2 separate regions of the Pan troglodytes genome follow, and region 2 is linked to region 1. A link is a contact called in public Hi-C data. All regions are on one chromosome and are shown on one strand. The core of a region is the stretch at or near the end of the contact, and the rest is flanking DNA. Distances in the headings are between cores, read along the strand shown. Region 1 holds the start of FAM181B (family with sequence similarity 181 member B). Region 2 holds the start of RAB30 (RAB30, member RAS oncogene family).

What was found. Hi-C and Micro-C count contacts between places; a contact is called where the count stands out from the background.
Region 2: a Hi-C map of stem cell-derived neural progenitor cells shows a contact between it and region 1, with 1.9 times the contacts expected there. The contact joins the promoter of RAB30 here to the promoter of FAM181B in region 1. A contact is called at or near these places in 1 of 7 Hi-C or Micro-C datasets (stem cell-derived neural progenitor cells) and 1 of 1 datasets of contacts at active chromatin or transcription factors (stem cell-derived excitatory neurons).

Annotation. Positions count from the first base shown.
Region 1 is chr9:84,759,593-84,767,000 of NHGRI_mPanTro3-v2.0_pri, forward strand. FAM181B (family with sequence similarity 181 member B) reads right to left here and starts at 4,135. Exons shown (of 1, transcript XM_003313228.7): 1 at 1,951-4,135. The coding sequence starts at 3,676. The coding sequence ends at 2,396.
Region 2 is chr9:85,098,841-85,106,087 of NHGRI_mPanTro3-v2.0_pri, forward strand. It overlaps RAB30 (RAB30, member RAS oncogene family), which reads right to left and starts at 2,629. Exons shown (of 5, transcript XM_001175176.6): 1 at 1,800-2,629. LOC100610822 (a long non-coding RNA gene) reads left to right here and starts at 2,168. Exons shown (of 4, transcript XR_672992.5): 1 at 2,168-2,255; 2 at 2,732-2,913; 3 at 3,411-3,556.

The DNA of each region.
Region 1 (7,408 bases), core at 2,885-5,384:
CAGGAGAGAGAGATAGCAAGGAAGTGCCACACTTTATAACCATCAGATCTCATGAGAACTCCCTCACTATCACAAGAACAGCATGGAGGAAACCACCCCCATGATCCAATCACCTTCCACCAGGACCTCCCTCGACATGTGGGGATTACAATTAGAGATGATATTTGGCTAGGGACACAGAGCCAAACAGTATCAAGCACCTACATCATGGCAATATTAAGAGGCTCAGTGAGTTAGCTTAAATGCCTGGGATGCGGAAACAATGTTGATATTATTATTAATTAAAGGTATAGCAAGCAAAACAGTAGGAGAGAGATAACCTGTTTTACTACACTAGGTAAGAAAGGAGAGGAGAATTAAGAAACATTACAATGACACTATAGTCTTAGTAACAGTCACAGGGTTATTAATGTTTTCCTACCGTGCAAGTGTATCCTGGATTGTATTCACAACAGTTTAGACAAATTAAATCGTTATTAAGTAATATTCTGTTAGCACAATGGAATTAATCACCTTTAACCACTTTGGAAGAAATTCAATAGACATTAGCTTTCTGGAGTTGCAAAAGTTCTTTTCATCATTAACAGTACTCGTTGTTCTATTTCCCGTGGTGCTTTCTTAGGAAAGGCTTTATTCAGAAGAAAATGACTTACTGATAGCATTTAAAGTTGCATCTACCATTGGTTAATACTCATTTTTTCCAGAAATTCTTTTATGAAAATATCACAATACTTTTGATGTGTGCAAACATGAATCTGGATTTTTACACCTCTTGCGGTAACACTCGGTTTTCAACTAACTCACATCCAGATATTCCTGCAATCAATCCTGGGTGCCTTGAAGCCAAGCAGCTCTCCTTTGCAGCATCATCAGAAGGCAGCCTCTCGCTCAGATGTTCTGGGCGTTGCTCTCTTCATGCCTTTCTCCCCGCAGTTCTGCAGCACCAAGGGCTCCTCTTTTCCCTCCAGCTGCTCACTTCCCACCAGTCTTTCCTCCCCTGCCCCTTAACCATCCTGATGGTGCCATGTGTCCTCTCTGCCACATTCATGGCTGGTAAAAATATTTCTTTTTCCCCAAATCTCCCTCGGACAACAGATCATACTCCTCCCTGCAGAGCCCCTTCAGATTCCATTCATCAGACCTGCTATTCAGGGAACAGAAACTCCTTTGGAAACTTCACACCTTTCTTTATGCCCTTCCATGGGGAGGGTGTGGGTATAAGGACTGAGGAAACACAGGGAGGCAGAAACCAACAGAGGTGGAGGGGGAGCTGTGGAAGGAGAGAAGGAGGGATGGTAAAAAGAATGTACAGCTTATAAGGGAAAGGGCAATCACCAGGCAAGTAGATAGCCCCCGACCAAAAAAGGCATGGGACTCACAACTCTGTTTCCGTGTGTAGAAACCATTTATATATACACAGCAGAACCAATCAAGCACTGCCACAGCCTCAAGACATTTTACTTATTTCCCTCTGAGCTACCCAACCAGTTGTGAAGTGAGTAGAAGAACATTACCGTCTTCACCCTCTCAGATCAGGAAACTTGATACAAAGAGGTTACAGTTTGCCCACTCTCTCCCTCCCAAAGTGGCTGGAAAATGGGGAAAAGACAGGAGAGAAATGGAACCCAGGTTTGCCAAATTTAAGTCTCCTACAAAAGAGATGTGCAAGAAAAGCCGGCCGAAAGAAATAGAATAATGAGAGGCCAGGCAAAGAAAGAAGGAAAGTAAGCACTGGGACTGTGATAAGGATGGAAGGAGAAGGAAGCAGGAAGCGGGCAGAAAAAAGAGTTAAACGGTGACAGAAGAGAACCCTACCCAAGGACCAGCACAGGAGGTCAGCAATGGACCACCGGCCTCCTCCCTCAGCCACAGGCTCACCTAACAAACCTAAGCGACCAGACGGAAAACCGTCCTGTAAGAAAACACCCAAATCAGTAAGTCTCACCTCCATTCTTTTCAATATAGGCTTTAATTCAAAATGCACTCAAGGAGAGGGAAGGGAGGGACTAGGACACTGTTTAGAAGGGGTAATTACACTAAATACACTGACCTTCGCTGAAAAATAGAAGGGACAGGTGGCTACAGAAGCCAGCTCTTACCCCTTTTGCCGTCCCCACCCCATACCCCAAACCGTCTTGGTTTCTTGACTCCTCTGGTCCAGTAAGAACCTACTAACGTGTTTGTTTGTTTTTGTTTTAACACTTGAGGTTGTGATTAAACAATCCCCAACTCGTCTTCATCTCTTTTTTCTGAAGTTGCTTTTATTAATTGAATTTTTAAAAATCCGGTTTCATCTCCACGTGCATTTTCCCATCGTTCTTTAGATTTAGGAGAAACCCACGGAGGCGCGGCGCTCTCCACAGCCGTCTCTAATGAAGGGAAGCGTGCCTCGAAGTCAGTCCCGGTGCGCCCCCTCCTCCCCCGGCGCCCCTTCCCAAACCCCGTCGGATCTCCAAAGGCTGGAATAGGCGGTGCGGCTGTAGCCCGCGCTGTAATCGTAGGACACCTGATGGGGCGGCGGCGGCGGGGGCAGGGCGCAGTCTGGAAAGAAGGGGGCGAAAGAGGCCAAACGGCCCGGCCCGTCCTCCCCGCCGGGAGAATCCGCAGCGGCGGGGTACAGGGGGCGCAAGGGCTCGTTCAAGGTCAAGCCGCCGCGGGGGGCAGTCAGGGGGGACTTTTTGGTCGGAGGGCAGCCCGGGACGCTCCAGGGCTCGGGGTACAGTAGGTTTCCCACCACTGCCGGCGGCGGCTCAAAGAGGCCGGGCTCCAGCTCCGGGGGTCCCCGCAGTACGGAGGCTCCGGCGGGGAACACGTCGAGAGGCTCGGCGGCAAGCAAGACTGCCGCCTCCGTGCCGGCGCCGTAGTCGGGCCCCAGCAGCTCAAAGAACTCCACGGCCTCCGCGCCCTTCTCCAGGTCGCCCAAGCTCACGTCCGGCCCCGACGGGCCACACCCGCCGCCGCCTGCCCGGGACGGCTCCGTGAAGAAGGACGGAGGCAGATTGCGTGCCCGCAGCGGGACCTTCCTGGCCCCTGGGATCGCCGTGGCCCCCGCGGGGCCTGCCACGTCCCCTCCGGCGCCCCCAGTGCCCGCACCTCCTAGCCCGGCCGCCGGCGCAGCCACCTCACCCCCCGCCGGCTCGGCACCCCCGGGGACGTGGCGCAGCGAGTCGAAGAGCGCGGCCAGACTTCGGCTTTGCAAGCTGGCGGCCGCGGCGGCCTGCGACGCCTCCCGCCGGGGGGCAGCCTTGCCGTGGGCCGGGGCCGCGACTGTCGGGGCGCTAGGGGCGGCCAGCGGCCGTTTGGCTGGCGTGTCGGCGGCGCTCGGGGAGGGCGGGCCGGGGGGCGCGGCGCCCATGAGGCCGCTGCAGCGCTTGATCTGCTTCTGCAGGTACTTGCGGTGGTTCACCTTCCGCTTTGACTTGCCCGGCTTGTCCAGCGCCAGCTTGATGTTGCTGGACGCCGAGTCAATGAAGCTGAGTAGATCGCGGGTGGCCTCGCGCACGTCCCCTCCTTCGGCTCCCGACAGCAGCGCACCCGCCGGAGCCCCGGTCTCATCGTCCTCGAAACAGCAGCCCTTGTCCAGGGCTCCGAAGGCGCCCCCTAGCCCGTCCGGGGAGCCCCCGAAGCCGAAGGGCACGAAAGGGTGCGTGCTGAGGAGCGCCGCCTGCACCGCCATCGCCGCGGCTCCCGGGCTGTCCGCAGCGCTGCCCGTGCGCCCCCGCCAGCTCCTGCCCGCCGCCCAGGCCCAGCTCCCGCCCCGGCGCCGCGCGCGCGGCGCAGCCTACTAGCTCCGGGCCTGGCTGGCTGCGCTGCCTCCCGGGGGAGCTCATTAGGTCTTGTAAGCAAGGGGCGGAGGGAGGGAGCGCGCGGCGACCGCCCCGGTGGTGGAGGGGAGGGGCTTACTTAGCCTGGCTTGGAGGAGTGGGGGGTCGCTTTAGTTTTCTGAGCTTTCTGAAGCTCAACGCCTTAACCCCTTCGTTTCCCTTTGCCCCGCGGCGTTTCTCTTGACTCCTCTAACCGCAAGGGGTGAGGAAGAGATGGCTGGTCCTCAAACTCCAGCTCAGGCCCATGAGGCCGCTGCAGCGCTTGATAGGCTTCTGCAGGTACTTGCGGTGGTGCCTCTCCTGATGCAAGAAGGCAGGAGTCTAGAGACGTGGGTTTCAGTCCAGCTGTATAACAACACCCACCAGCTTCTGGGCGCTTGCTTCTGCCAGGCGCTGTCCATCTGTTATCTCATTTAATCCTTGAACAACAGCCCTGTAAATTACATGTTATCGCCATTCAACAAACGTGGACACTGCACCTCAGGGAGGTTCAGTGAGTTGACCAAAGTCAGAACTAGCCCATTCTGACTCCAAAGCCATTCCTAAGCCCTTGACAATACTTGCGTCCTCTCTTGCCCTTGCCTTTCTCATCTATTAAGATGGGGAAGGAAAATGAGTATTTCTTAAAGCTCTAGACCTGATCCTAAGATTCTAACCTGAGTTTTCCCAGGATTCTCAAGCCCAGTGCTCTTTCTTCTTGACTGTTTGCCACTTGATTGTTACGAGTAACAATTGGCTAACAGTAAATTGAGGCCAGCAGTGGCCCATCTTTTATTAATACATAGCAGGAGGCAATGGAGAAAGGAGTCGATCTGGCTAAGCCCCCTGTTACTTGAGAACACTGTGTGTGTATAAAACTCTCAGCATGTTAGAATAAAAGATGGATAGGAACCTCTCCCCTACCTGTCATACCATTTAGGTTATCCCTGGAATTTTCATTGCATTTCAGGGATCATCATGAAGTTCACTTAAAACTAATTTCACCTGGGCAATCCTCTTTGGGATAGATAGAGAAAATGAGCAATAAGGTCATTTTCACAAGAGATTCAGAAAAAGCTTGGGTTCTGGTCTTAGCCACCACTCAATAACCTCATGACTTAGGTTGAAATCCTTGCTCTGCTGAGTGCATGGCTTTAGACAAACCAGCGTACTCTCTCTGTTTAGCTTACTCATGTTAAATGCAGGTAAAGTTGCCCTCCCCACAGGGCACTTGTGATATTTAAATGATACATTGTTCCATAGCCTGGATGAGTATTCACCCTTACTTCTCTGAAACACAAAAAGGTGACTATATCCCTTATGTGTCTTCTGGATCATAGGGTGTTCATGAGCATTAAGTGAGATCACAGATGCTTCTCAATTTGTGATAGAGCAACAACATCCTGATAAACACATTGTAAGTTGAAAATATTGTAGGTTGAAATGCATGTAATACACTGATTCAAGTTGGAAAATCATAAAGTTGAACCATCATAAGTTGGGGACTGTCTCTATATGAGAACACTGTGTGTGTGATAAAGTGTTCTCTAAATAAGTTACTCTAGTTTCGATACAGAGCTTGCATAGGAGAGACATAGACCATCTCTTTCAAAACTCTTTTTATTAAGCCTCACTTTGTAGATGTAGCGAAACCATTTTTGAACACCATGAAGGCACAGCCTTACCAAAGAAAAAAGGCCAGATGGCCACCAGAGAAATACAAATCAAAACCGCAATGAGATACCATCTCACACCAGTTAGAATGACGATCATTAAAAAGTCAGGAAACAACAGGTGCTGGAGAGCATGTGGAGAAATAGGAACACTTTTACACTGTTGGTGGGACTGTAAACTAGTTCAACCATTGTGGAAGACAGTGTGGCGATTCCTCAAGGATCTAGAACTAGAAATACCATTTGAACCAGCCATCCCATTACTGGGTATATACCCAAAGTATTATAAATCTTGCTGCTATAAAGACACATGCACACGTATGTTTATTGTGGCACTATTCACATAGCAAAGACTTAGGACCAACCCAAATGTCTATCAGTGATACACTGGATTAAGAAAATGTGGCACATATACACCGTAGAATACTATGCAGCCATAAAAAAGGATGACTTCATGTCTTTTGTAGGGACATGGATGAAGCTGGAAACCATCATTCTGAGCAAACTATCGCAAGGACAGAAAACCAAACACTGCATAGGTGGGAATTGAACAATGAGAACACTTGGACACAGGATGGGGAACATCACACACTGGGGCCTGTCATGGGGTGGGGGGAGGGGGGAGGGATAGCATCAGGAGATATACCTAATGTAAATGACAAGTTAATGGGTGCAGCACACCAACATGGCACGTGTATACATACGTAACAAACCTGCACATTGTGCACATGTACCCTAGAACTTAAAGTATAATAAAAAAGAAAGAAAGAAAAAAGGCCAGATGAACATTTTTCATTTAGAAGATGAAGTAGCCACTTCCCAAACCCACATAGCTGAGCTGAACTTTTTATTTTAAATTCAAATTGGCTCAATTATCATGGACTTTTCATTTGAGTTACACACAGCATTTTGTCCTCCAGGCCGAACTGTCTGTTTTACTCTTGGTGGTATTCGCATTCAGAAAATTGTGCAGACCTGTCACTGATTTGTGCTTCTTCCACTCCAGATGTGGATGTCAGCACTGCCCATCCCCTTTCCAACAGGGCCATTCCATAGGCTTCCAGGTCTGGCAGCCAAAAGCACTAACTTTTTTTTTTCACCTTCTGTCAACTGAGCACTCTTACAAGTCCTTGGACACCAATTGCACAGTACTCTACATTTAATCGACATCTTATTCTGAAAAAACTCTTAATCCCCAGGGTTATCTAAATCCTAAAATCATATTTGAAATAAATGGAATATGAAAAGCTTCATATGTAAAAGTCTTTCTTCATTTCTATTGGAGTTCTGCACATCAAAGTTGATTTGAAGTTAGATGAGGCCAGGTTCAAATTCTGGCCCTGCCTATTGGTATTGAACTGCTTGGACAAGTCAGTTCATCTTCCAAAGGCTCAAACTCCTTATCTGAAAAAAGAGAATGGTCATAATTGTTCTCAGGGTGAGAATTACATGACATAACAGGCAAGTAATGCCTCTGAGTCTTACTTTTCTCACCTGCACAGTGGAGATAATCTCAACTCCTCAAGGTTGTTGTGAGATGGTATATATAAAAGCACCTCACACAAAATAGCAGTTCAACAAATGTCCATGTTCTTGATTCCTTAGGCCCCACCCATTCCTTACCAACACATTACCCTATGAAACCAGCATCATTTGTCCTTTCCCTCAGCAAAGTGAGTGACTATTTTCAAATGCAAGAGAGCAGCTATACTTGGGGGTTGTAGAAACTTACAAAAAGACAATGAAATACAGGAGAGAGAGTGCTAAAACTGGAGCCGGAGACTGACACTGGAGTCCAGTCCTGCCTTTATTATCTGACTGCCTATGGAAAAGTCACTTAACCTTCAGGACCTCGATGTTCCCATCCATAAATGGGGAATAATAATGTAATCCTATTTGATAGGGCTATTGTGAAAATCAATAAGATAATGG
Region 2 (7,247 bases), core at 1,379-3,878, 340 kb after region 1:
AAGAAAAAGAAAAGGCAAAGAAATTCTCTTCAAAGAGGATTCTGCAAAAATATTCACATAGTCTACATCCACCCAGGAGTTCCTAGGTGAAGTGGAGGACCAGGGAGTGTGTTCTAAGATTGAAGAGAAAGAGATGTGATATGCTGGTGATAAAGGAGAGGTTTTGAAACAGAAAGGAAAAATGTAAAATGCAAATGGAGACATAGGGAAATAAACAGAATTTCAAGAGATGTGGGTGGGATGGGGTGGGGTGGGGGGAAGAAATGAAAGTACAGGAGAGAAGGGTAGGGTGTCCAGAAGAGCAGAGCGTCATCAACAGAGAGACGTAGAGGCAAAGGCTAACTGTTGATCTTTTCCCAAATCCAAAAGCTGCTCATTGGCATCCCAATAAATCACTCTACTACAAAGCCCATACAATGGACTGTCCTTTGCATTCAGCATCAAGCAGCATTTAATGAAATATCACACAGCTACAACTTTGGAGACCTAAGGATCTGAATTTAAAATGAACAAAATTGGCTTAGCAGCAGAAGACAGCCAGTAAAGACTTTCCCCCATGTCTGACTCAGCTAGGAAACGGTTTAGCATTCTAGAGTTAAGCAAATACTCTGGCATTTCTCCTTCTTTTGACATTCCAAGAGGGGGTGTGGTTGACCCCAGGCCCATTCATTTCCAAGGGTGTAGATCTCTCAGCCAAGACTGGCCCCGTCTGTTGTGGAGCCAGCCAGCTGTTTATCTCAAAGTAACATATCTATTGCCCTAATCATCCCTATAACTCTTACAAGAGCATCATGTAAGTCAGAATGCTTTCTCTGTTAAATGTCAGTTCGTTTAAAAAAACAACAATAACAAAACAACCAAAATCACTCTTCCATGGGCACCTTTCAGTAATGGCAAATGAAGGTTAACAGCGCTTCTAACTTTCCCTTTCTCTAATGTGTTAAAATGAACCCCTCTTCCCTAATCGATCTCTTCAAACCGTTATTTGTGAGTAGTGACTATGCCTCAGGAAACAGCAGCTCATTATGGTACCATTGTCAGTGGCAAAGAGCCTATGCAATGTAATTTAAAACACACAAGCACAAATCTGTCGGCTCCACTTCCAAACAATCTTGAATCCAGCAGTCGGAGAACGGAAAACATTTAACAAAAACGCTGCTTCCAGCAGCCTCAAAGAACCTTCGCCAGACACGTGAAATGTTTCTGACTGGCACGGAGTGCACCATTAAAGGACACTGTCACCTCAAATCAGCAGAAAAGGCGAGACAAACCACATAGACATACACACATAAAATAAAGCCCTACAAAACTTAAGCACGTTCATCTTAAAAATTAATAACTAGTGCTCGTCCAAGCGACATTCAAATGTTCTAAAGTAGTGCGACCACATTAAATCACTGTCTCCATTTCTCCCCACGCATCACCCCTTCCCACTCAAACCTCAGCTCTAGGGCCGTGTGTGACAGGACTGCAGTCCCCCACCTCTGCCTTCCTCAGATTTTCCAAGAGCACTCCCCAACATCCTTCCCAGCCCAGCCCCCTCTCTCCGCCTCAAAAAGGTTGAGAGGAGTTGCGACTAGGGAATTGGCAGGCACCCGTCCTCTGGCGGGGGAAGGTTGCTGGAGTTGTTCTTTGCAGTGACCCAAATGGCACAGAGCTTTTCCCCTCAGCAGTGCCTGCAAGCCTCTCCCCAATCCCCCCGACCTCCCCACCGCTCACAGCTTCCCAAAAGAAAGCCTTGAGAACTAAGCGGGAGGAATAACTTGGTAGAAGCATTTGAATAAATCACTTCAACTCACCTGGTTTGGGATTTTTCTCCCCACCCCAGGCATAAACAGAAATGGATGTGCGAATGAGTCACGCACGCAAGGGAAGGTCTGCGATGTCCTGAGTCCAAGGGCTGGAGTCAGTCCCTGCCCTGGTGCTGCGGCTACACTTAGCTCAGCTGGAGCGAGCGGCAATCGCAAGCCCAGCAGCAGCAGGGGGTGGAGAGACCGTAGCACAATGAATGCAGTGGGGCTTTTGCAATGACATCATCCCTCTGTCCAAACGTCCCCAATAGCCATGCTCGGGAGCGGTGCTTTCTGGGAACTGTGGTCTTCTTACGTCCTGGAGGGATACCTAGGCAATCCCCGAAACTACAATGCCCAAAATGCTCCAAGTGGGAAGCGCCCAGAGTGAAGGAGCAAAGGGGACTCGGCCGCCATGTTAGGAGTACTGGGACGATTCCGCGGAGCCGGGCAGAGGTTTTAGGGGTGCGCGGGAGTCAAGTGGTGGTTCAGTGGGGACGGTGAGGTGGAGGACGACCTGGTCGGATAGCCGCGGGCACGAACCTGGGAACCAGAGGGTGGAGGCCATGCTGGGGACTGATGTAGGGCGGGACCGACTGGAAGCGGCATCCAGAGGCCCAGTGAGCCTCGGTCTCAGCTCCTGAAGGGGTTGCATGGGGCCCTACGCTTCCTTCTCCATTTTTTAGCTAAGAGATTGAGAGAGTCGGTTTACTTTTGGGCTTGGAGTATCATTTAGATCTGTTAACAGTACAGTTGAGAGAGTTGGTGTCTTTTGTTGAGGTGCGAGGACCCGAGGCGGCGACCCTCGCCTTTATTCGGAGAAGCCCACTTCCACCCACAGAGTTGGGGTAGTCCTCCGAAATGCATTTTTGTTTTGCCGTTTGTTTTCCAACCCCCTTTCACTCTCCCCAAAGCTTCAGATTCACTGATTTTTCATACAGGAATGATTAACAAAGGCGTCCGAAGAAATCGTTGTTGGAAGGTGGCCAAAGTGGAAAGAGAGGTTGCTTTGGCCCTGCAAGTAAGAAGAGAGAAGGAATAGCCTGAAGGAGTAACACTAAATTTAAAATGACACTTTTTTACCAACCAGCGAAAGCAGATGTTCAAAGGGGATATTGGCCAGGTGCGGTCGCTCACGCCTTTAATCCCAGCACTTTGGGGGCAGACGCGGGGAGATAGCGTGATACTAGGAGTCCAACCCCGGCCTGGGCAACATGCGGAGACCCCGTACCGTCTCTACAAAAACATTAAACAAAAAAATTAGCTGGGCATGGTGGTGTACCCCTGTAGTTGCAGCTACACTAGAGGCTGAGGTGGGAGGATCTCTGAGCCCGGGATGTTGAGGCTGCAGTGAGCCTCGATCCTACCACTGTGCTCCAGCCTGGGCGACAGCAAGCCCGTGTCTCAGAAAAGGCGGGAGGGGTGGGATATTATTGATGATAGGCCTTCTGACGTCTGGCAATAGATTACAGAGTAACATCGGTCATGGATAAATTTTTTTTTTAACTAAGTGACTGAAACCAAAGTTAATTGTCTTTTGAGTGATTTTGCACAGTATCTCAAAATGAACTGTACTTTTTTTCTTGTGTCACTGAAACAGTGCTGTGTGTTCTTTTTCAGAGTCTGTCACACTAAGATGAGAAATATCCTTTCTTCCTGAAGGTGTCTGACGTGTAAAAATACTGATATACTTTGTGCTGTTTCCTCCCTTCCCTTTTGCACATTATTCTGAAACAACATTAACTAGTTACTTTGCGTCATTGAAGGTATGCACTTCCCCTCTATGTTAGGAGTGAATAAAATTAAAAATAGATCCTTATAGCAAAGAAAGGCAGATAGAATGATTAAAAATGACCAAAACATGTTAGAAACAGTCTCTCAGGTGTATGCAGATGGTAATTACAAAAATACTTTTTCGAAAAATGATCTTCTGTGTCATGTTTCTGGGAACAAGTCAAGATGAATGAGTTTGATTTTTAAGCAGAAGTAGTATGTGTTGGTGTCATCCATGAATACACCAGTGAAAAAGCCTCAAAGTTGTTGTTATTCAGAAACTTCTCTAAGTAATGGTGGTAAGTACAGGAAAAGGAACAATGTCTACCATTTTCTTTCTAACCTTCGATTTAACTATTGTAATGTTGTAAGCTTAACAGAGATTTACACTTAGGCTTAATTTCAAGCTCTTCAATCATTTTTCCCGGTTGGTGATTCAGGTGTATTCTCATGTCTTATGTAAACTTATCATGAGTCTTGTTGATTTATAATATATTTCTTTATATAAGCCATAGCCTTGTCAGTTTGAGTTATATGGAAGACAAATTGTAGGGGAAAAGAGCAACAGATTACTCAGAAACCTTCTGTGTGAGCTGGGCATGGTAGTGCATGCCTGTAGACTTAGCTACTTGGGAGGCTGAGGCAGGAGGATCACTTGATCCCATTAGTTTGAGGCTGCAGTGAGCTATGATTGTGTCACTGTACTCCAATCTGGACAACAGTGAGACTATGTCTGTTTTTAAAAAAGAAAGAAAGCTTGTGTTTGAAAAGTGATACCTGTAGAATACAGTGATTTCTATAATTTGTCATGTGTTTGGGTAGTTTGAAGTTCTTCTATCCTTGTATCTAATGGACATCTGACCATAAAGATGAAAAAATCCTGCACTCATTATAAATTTTATTTATAAAATTGATATTTGAGGAGTTGGGGAGGCCAGCTTCTGAAAAAATAACAGTGTCCCATAGAAACACCACAGCTTAGGAAAATATTGTTAAAGTGGAATTAGGAATATTTAGAGGAGGTAAAGCTTTTCATCTCTCAAAAAAGAATTAGGGCCAGGCACGTGGCTGACACCTGTAATCCTAGCACTTTGGGAGGCCGAGATGGGCACATCACTTGGGGCCAGGAGTTCAAGACCAGCCTGGCCAACATGGCGAAATCTCATCTCCAAGAAATAGAAAAGTTAGCCAGGTGTGGTGGCGTGCACCTGTAATACCAGCTACTAGGGTGGCTGAGGCAGGAGAATCGCTTGAACTGGGGAGATGGAGGTGGCAGTGAGCAGAGATTGAGCCACTGTACTCCAGCCTGGGCAACAGAGCAAGACCCTATCTCAAAAAAATAATAAAGAGAATTAGGACATTGATTTGTATTAAAATTATAGGTAGCTCATTTAAGAGTATGAAGCCAATTGCTGTTAGAGCAAGGGTTTTTTTTCAGTAGAGGTGTCAGGATAACCTATACAGCTCTAAAAGTATATGGCTGTTACCTTCCCATCCCTGTTGAAATCTCCAGGGTTAGAACCAAGTATTGTGTTTTTAAAACTATAGGTGAGTCTACAAGAGTTGGGTGGAGTAGTCCTCTACATCCTGTGTTTGTATTTTTGCAGTAAGTCACACAATAACAAAAGCTTTGAGAAAGATTTTAGATTTATTGCTAATTATACCCATGAATGAATTCTGAAAATGTGTAGATAAGGAATTTACCTGGTGAACTGTTTACACATGGCAACTGTGGGAGGGAGAGGGGAGTGAGAGGAGATGAGATCAGTTTTAGCCTTAAGAGGACCAACTGGGCCAAGCACGGTGGCTCACGCCTGTAATCCCAGCACTTTGGGGCCGAGGTGGGTGGATCACGAGGTCAGCAGTTTGAGACCAGCCTGACCAACATGGTGAAACCCCGTCTCTACGAAACATACAAAAAGTTAACTGGGTGTGGAGGCGGGTGCCTGTAATCCCAGCGACTTGGGAGGCTGAGGCAGGAGAATTGCTTGAAACTGGAAGGCGGAGGTTGCAGTGATCCGAGATTGTGCTAATGCACTCTAGCCCGGGCAATAAGAGCAAAACTCCCGTTTTAAAAAAAAAAAGGGGGGGACCAACCATGATATCCTGACTAACCTGTATATTTCTTAGAATGAGAGTTTAACCTAATATTAAGAAAGTCTAACGTTAAGAGACACCTAGTAAGAGCTCAATGCTGTGGTAAAATTATGATAGTTATGCAGAAACTTAAAAGCTGAAGTATCTAGAGACAATATATTGTTTAGAATTTTCTGAAAATAAAAATTTTCTTGCCCTAAGTCTTGAATTTTTAAGTTATTGATGTTAATATTCATGATCTTTGAACAAATGATATTATAATAGAGTATCTTTTAGGTCACAGAGACCCCTTTTTAGAGCTGAGAAATCTTACAAATTCCTCAGCCCATGTTTTACAGATAAGGAAATGGGCATGCACACAGTGAAATTAAAAATTGCCAGTGGTCACACTGTACATTGATGGCAAAAGGCAGGGCAGAATTAGAATCCAGTTATCTTACCTGTTCAGTGTCTTTAATGATACAGCAAGCTCACCACTGTTTCTCTTTACTCTTTAAACAGTGGATTTTTTTTGTCATGATACTCTAGGATTTTGATTTCTTGTATAATGCAGTTCAATACTTGTTTAATTTTAATGTTGGACTCTCAATTTTTAAGACAGTAGTACACATGAAATGTGCTTTATATGTTTCAACAAGAAAATACAGATTTTCCTTTTAATAGAGGAGCTTAAGTTCCTAATTTAAATAATTGAGTATGAGCTTCAGATACTTCAGAGTGGTATTAATAAACTTTGCTTTTCCAAATGGTTTCAGATAAGCATTTAATATTCAAAGCTTCCTCTTTACAGCTTAGGAAGTGGTCTGGTTAAGTGACTTGAGTTCATACAGGAATATATCGGTATGTTCCTAATTCCCATCAAGTGTACCATTATATAATCATATAATCTTGCTAACAGATCTAACAGATTACATTTTTTTTTTTTTTTTTTTTTTTTTGAGACAGAGCCTTGCTCTGTCACCCAGGCTGGAGTGCAGTGGCGCGATCTCGACTCACTGTAACCTCCGCCTCCCAGGTTCAAGCAATTCTTCTGCCTCGGCCTCCCAAGTAGCTGGGACTACAGGCAGGCACTACCACACCCGGCTAATTTTTGTATGTTTAGTAGAGACGGGGTTTCACCATGTTGGCCAGGCTGGTCTGGAACTCTTGACCTCAAGTGATCCGTCTGCCTCTGCCTCCCAAAGTGCTGGGATTATAGGAGTGAGCCACTATGCCTGTCCTCTAGGGAAAATCTTTAATTCATTCTGGACAATGAGAAAACTTTTATTTTTACTTTTAGTTAACAATACTCAGGAAAATAAAAAGTGTGCGTTTTAATCTTAGTAACCCAACTTGAGTTTGAAACAAATTTACATAATTTTAGCTGCTTAATATGCTGCTGAAGATAAATGCAGTAAATATCCCAAGGTCAAGATTTGAAATCCAAATGTCCATAGTAATGATTAACAGGAAAAGAGAGTCCTCTGTTAACTTTATTTCTCAATTTTTTACAGGTTTGGATAATTAAGGGAGCACTAGAAAACTTTTGTTTTTTGTGTTTTTTTTGAGATGGAGTCTGTTGCCCAGGCTGGAGTACAGTGGTACGAT